Regions from separate parts of the Oryza sativa genome. Here region 1 is linked to region 2. Evidence: chromatin contacts called from public HiCAR-type data. All regions are on one chromosome and are shown on one strand. Each heading gives the region's core, a stretch centred on a gene start, on an enhancer-like site or on the middle of the called end of the contact. The rest is flanking DNA. Distances are from core to core; before and after follow the strand shown.

What was found. HiCAR-type assays count read pairs that join an accessible place to other places.
Region 1: a HiCAR-type map of leaf shows a contact between it and region 2, with 2.2 times the contacts expected there. The contact joins the promoter of LOC4329258 here to the promoter of LOC4329253 in region 2. A contact is called at or near these places in 2 of 15 Hi-C or Micro-C datasets (leaf and panicle) and 1 of 4 datasets of contacts at active chromatin or transcription factors (leaf).

What each region holds. Positions count from the first base shown.
Region 1 is chr2:14,963,878-14,966,577 of ASM3414082v1, reverse strand. LOC4329258 (AT-hook motif nuclear-localized protein 24) reads right to left here and starts at 1,353. Exons shown (of 1, transcript XM_015768053.3): 1 at 1-1,353. The coding sequence starts at 984. The coding sequence ends at 34.
Region 2 is chr2:14,811,348-14,814,271 of ASM3414082v1, reverse strand. LOC4329253 (auxin-responsive protein SAUR50) reads right to left here and starts at 1,554. Exons shown (of 1, transcript XM_015769468.3): 1 at 785-1,554. The coding sequence starts at 1,402. The coding sequence ends at 1,076. It also overlaps the pseudogene LOC136355227.

The DNA of each region.
Region 1 (2,700 bases), core at 104-2,603, 150 kb before region 2:
TATGCTGCGTTGCTGTCGCGGAATCGATCCATCTCAGAACGGCGCCGGGCGGCCACCGCCGGCTCCAGGGTTCCATCCGTAGGCGGCTTCCGGCGGCAGCTGCACGTTTCCGAGTAGGTTTGGTGGTAGTCCTTGGAAGAGGCTTGGATCGACGGCCCCGCCGGCGAGCTGCGCCGCTTGCTGCCCCGCGGCGAGCAACCCAGCGCTGTCGGCTTGCCCTTGAGCCGCCAGTAGCTCGTCGTCCTCCAACGGCAGCCGCTCGTACACCGCGTTCGCAAAAGACGCCGCCATTATCACCACAGGCCCAGCCGCGGTCAGCGCGCCGACGACGCTGCCGCCCACGACCTGGCCCTGGCCTCCGGCCAGGTAGACGGTGAGCCCCGTGGCCTCCGGCGGGGCGGGCGGCGGGAGGAAGGAGCCGGAGAGGGAGAGTATCTCGAACCGGCCGTGGAGCGCAACGACCGCTCCCTGCGATGCGGGCTGCCGCAGCGTGACGTTAGTGACGGTGCCGGCGCCGCTGAGCACGCAAACCCCGCGCTGCCGGCGTCGCGCGAACGTGGTGATGCTCTCGGAGATGTCGCAGCCGCCGGCCACCTCCATGACGTGCGTCCGGAGCGTGTTGGCGCTGTCCCTGGTGATGATGATCGGTGGCTTCGGCTTGTTCTTGGACCCCGCCGGGCGTCCCCTCGGGCGGCGCGTGGCGCTCTCGCTCCCGGCGCCGTCCGGCCCGCCACCCGAGGGGGGTACCAGCGCGAGGTCACCGCCGTCACCACCGCTTCCATGGCCGTTGCCACTGTTCTCGTCGTCGTCGTGGTCGCGCTTGGTGCCGCGGCTGCCGAAGACACCCGGAGTGCCGCCGCCTTGGTCATCCTCGGTCTTGAGATGCAGCTGGTGCTGCTGCTGCTGGAGATGGTGATGGAAGTCGCGGGTGTTGAACGGTGGAGGAAGATGGTGACCGTGTATTGATGCCGTGACCGGATCCATCCTTGCAAGCTAGCAATCAATTAGCTAGGTTATCCCTCTTGCTCTTCCTCTCTCTCTTTCACTCCACTCACTTGCTTTCTTTTTCCTCCAAGATCTTTTTTATTTGGCCTCTATCTTATCTAGGAACAAATCTCTCTCAAGTCTCAAGTGGGAAGGAAGGGGCCGACGAAGAGACGAAACCTACGAGATGGAACAGTCGCGAGGAAAGCAAAGGGGGAGAGGAGGATGGAAGGGGAGGAAAGCTAAGGAGGATGCATGGTGCTCTACTACTGGTGTGGTGTGGTGGTGTGTGTTGTGCTGCGCGATGAGAGAGGGAAGAGGGGAAAAGATGGGAAAGAAAGACGGCACCCTGCCTGGCTTGGTCTGGCCAATTCTCTTCTCCACTTTGCCGCTTGATTAGAATAATGATAGGTGGGAGGGAGGAGGAGAGGGACGCCACCACCACCACCGCTACTACCCCTCACCAGACACAGAAAATGCGGAGAGAGAGACGCCGAACGAACAAAGCAAGGGAGGAGGAGGGAGGCAAGGCACTTCTCATGTCAACCACCAACTTCTCAGCTGCTTGATTCTAGGGCATCTAACTAGACTAGCTAGCTAGCTACTCCTTTTCATCTCCCCCTCTTGGATTTGTGCGCTCCCCACAAAAATTGTTTCGTATATATGGATGTGTAGTGATCAAAAGTTGTTCCCAATCATCACATGTCTCAAGTTATATGTGTGTGTCACCAGATGCGTAATCTCAATTCTCAATTGTGTGTACTTGTACGTTGCTCTCAAATATCACATCATCTCAAGTTGTGTGGTTCCTTCAGAGATGCTGTGTTGACTCGGTGTTTTGGGCACGATGTGACCTGCAATGTTTCCAACTGTTGGCCGTCTTCTTCGGTAATCACAGCTAGCGCGCAACAAGTACATATATCCGTCGTGTCAGTGACGATTAAGTACAAGTACATATATGTCCACAATGATAAGTAATGAATGGATCAGTTCTTGTGCATTTCCAATAAGACTAGCAGCGTCAGAAGGAAGTGATTGTCATAGAAAGGCCGAACATGAGGTCTAAGTCCACCTGCACACACCGCAACAATGATTTCCTATATGTTTTCCTCGTAAGAGATCCCTAGTTTCCTTGCTATATATTTCATCCTAATTTGGATATAGTATATGCATGCATGATTAACCTTACACCAGAATAATAGTCTTCAAGAGGATGCATGAAAGTGACAAGGCCTAACGACATAATTGTGCCTCCTCCATCCTTACAACACCCTGCATGGATTTACATATATGGTGTGTGTGTGTGTGTGTGTCGGTATAACCAACCAAAAACCGCTTGGTACTAATCATAACAGCAGGCCGGCCGGCATGAAAGTGACTAGCAGCACAGCAGCTCATGCTTTGGCAGGGATATTCCAGGAAGAAGGAACTGGCGTCTGGCTAGCTGCTGGTCCCTTGGAAGAAAGGTTAATGATCCATCCATCAATCGACACAGTGCTAGAAGTAGTAGTACGTAGCTAACTCTATCCGGCATGGATGCTATGATAGATGCTTAACTTCTTGTGGGCATCCAAGAGCAGAAAACTGGAGTTGTTGCCTGCGAGGTTTGTCGTGCCGGGTATGCAGCGCCTGCCTGGTCCAGCCACCCAACAGGCAGTGCCTTAAATTAGCTTTTCGGACAGGCTGGTTCTGGGGAGTCTAACCCTAACTAATTAA
Region 2 (2,924 bases), core at 305-2,804:
GATGCCTGTGTGCAATTTGTACTGTGGTTTGCTTCTATGTAAGACACTTCCTCGTACTTTCTTGACCCTGGTTGCGTCCAGGCGGCATTTCCTCGTACTGTCATTGGCGCGCCCCTAGCTCTAGTGTGATAGTAGGGTGGACTTTCTGTGCCCACCGGCACTCGCTTGCACAGCCACAAGCTATACCGACAAAAACTTCAGGGAAGCAGCTAGAAGTCAAAAGTTCTCTTGGAGTCGAGAGATCCTTCGACTGTTACTGATCATCTTCACTTTTACTTTTCGCTTCAGGCTGTGTTTAGATTTAAACTTTTTTCTTCAAACTTTCAACTTTTTTATCACGTCAAATGTTTAGACACATGCATAGAGCTTTAAATGTGGACGAAAAAACCAATTACACAGTTTGCATGTAAATCGCGAGACGAATCTTTTGAGCCTAATTATGTCATGTTTTAATAATGTGGTGCTATAGTAAACATTTGCTAATGACGGATTAATTAGGCTTAATAGATTCGTCTCACATGTAGTTTACAGGTGGAATCTATAATTTGTTTTGTTATTATTTTATATTTAATACTTTAAATATGTGTCCGTATACTTAAAAAAATTTAACACACAAACTAAACACAGAAACAGAACCTAATCTGGAGAGATGCCTGTTTGCAGATGTCACTCTGGTACGAGTGCGACACGCAGTCAGTCCAGTACACATAAGAGAGCAAGAACAGGTGTCCACCATGTGATTGATCAGTGCGCCCCAGTACACCAAACAAAAACAATGATCATCTGATGAAAATGATGTTATTTTTCGTTGGGCTGGAACACAATATTTTTACTTGAGCGATCGATCTATGGAAGTTGGAATATCGTTCTCACAGGGCAGCCAAATGGCAGCACGCTCTGAGAATTTTCACAACTCGATCGATCACAGCACAGCCGAACTTACAATAGGAATTGAAGCTAGCTAGAGAGGAGAGGAAAAAAATAAGAATGTGCCAACATCCATGCACGATCATGCCTCAATTTCTACCCTAGCAAGCAATGCAACAAATCGCAATGCAAGCGCGCCTGCCTCATCTCATCTGATGGAGGTGGCAGAGGCGGAGGCGAGGACGCCGTGGAAGGTGGCCTCATCGCAGGGCAGGGTGATACCCATGTCGTGGTCGAAGCCAAACTCCTCCTCGGCCTTCCTGAGAAGCTCCTGGAACTCTGGCGCCGCAAGGCACGCCACCGGCACGATGTAGCGTCTCCGGCTGATGCCGACGTACACGGCGAAGTGGCCCCTCGGCACGTCCCCAGGCAGCCCATCGTCGTCGCCGCCGGCGCCCTTTATCCCGAGGCTGGACGAGCACCTCCGCAGCATCTGCTTGAGCTGCCCCGGCTTCTTGGACCCCGTGATCGCCATATGGCGCCGGTCGATGTCCACCGGACGTCCGGACGGTTAGTGCGTGCAGCAGTAGTAGTGGTACGTCGAGCAGCGAGACATCGACCTGCCACCTGCGGAATAGCGTGGTATTTAAGGGGGAAGGGTGGGAGACACGCGGGTGCATGTGGGCGTGGGCTCGCTCGGGCACACGGCGGCAGCGGCACGGCCGGGTGGGTGTTAGTAGTAGAAGGCTGGTAGCTAGTGGGTCGCGCGCGAGGTGGAATGTACGGTCCTACCACGCTACTGCCTGGCGCCGATCGCGCGCCGCGGATATGGCTGATTTCTCTACTCCGGTTTCGCGGCCTCTGGGAGCGTGGCGGGGTAGGGACCGTGTACCGGGCCTACCGGCACGGGTGCGCAGGGCGGTATGTGGCGCATGTGGACGTTGTCCCGGCACCTGCTACGCCAGAAGCCGTTGCTGCGTACTGTACTAACCCGGTTGCTGCTTCTCTGGAGAGAGGGATAACAAGGGAGATTTTCTGTCTTGCGCGGTCAATTGATTGAATGATTGATTTTGATTCGGGCAGGACGGTCCTTTTTTGGGCGGGTTTATCAGGCCACAGAAGGCTAGCTAGTACTAGCTGTCTATACTGATTGCAGGATTTCCGAAACACCATGTTCTCTACACTGCCAATCTGCGATGTTCAATGAATCTACTCCCAAATTGCATCTGGGAATGTACTGCTTTTCGGGGGTTGCTGGCTGGTGATCAGTAGGGACCGGAAATGGTAGGTGAGGATTGTACGTAACACTGTACGACTGTTTGTACTCCTCGCAAGTTGCAGCCAATGCTCCCAAAAAACATTTCTTTATGCCATATTTCAAATACAGTAAATTAATCACTTTTGGGCTGTCCCTTTTAAAGAAACTAGGTGATGCGGGAATTAGTAAACAATGCTCAATTTGTTTTTCAAGAGAAAAAAAATAATAAAACATCAGGGTTTATCAATGCTTATCATGAAACAAACAAATGATACCCCGTATTAATGTGAAACATATTGATAAGTATATCTTAAATATTGTAAAAATGATAGATTTGTTAAAATATTGTGCAAATGATGTGAGGGGTGATGATTAGATATACTTACATGTTGATTTATAAAATTAAATAAATTGTAGATGATGTTGTATGCTTGATAAGAATATGTAATTATTACTAGTGGGTGATAATGTGATATGGTTGCATGTTGAGCTTTAGACTTAGTGGGATATAACTTTATAGAAAGTACATATGAAAGAATACATAGATAGGCACGCTTCTCAAACTACTAAACGATATAATTTTAATAAAAACTTTATATACATATGAATTTATTAAAAATCTGTTTAAAATATAATTTCAACTTTATAATAATTAATTCATTCTATGGATCTGTTTGGGGGAGCTTCTAGCAGCTGCAGCTTCTCCTAGAATCTCCAGTAGCCAGAAGCTCCCTCCAACAGTTCAGCTTTTTACCCAGATTCTGAGAATCAATCTGTAGTCGTAGAATCTAGAAAATGA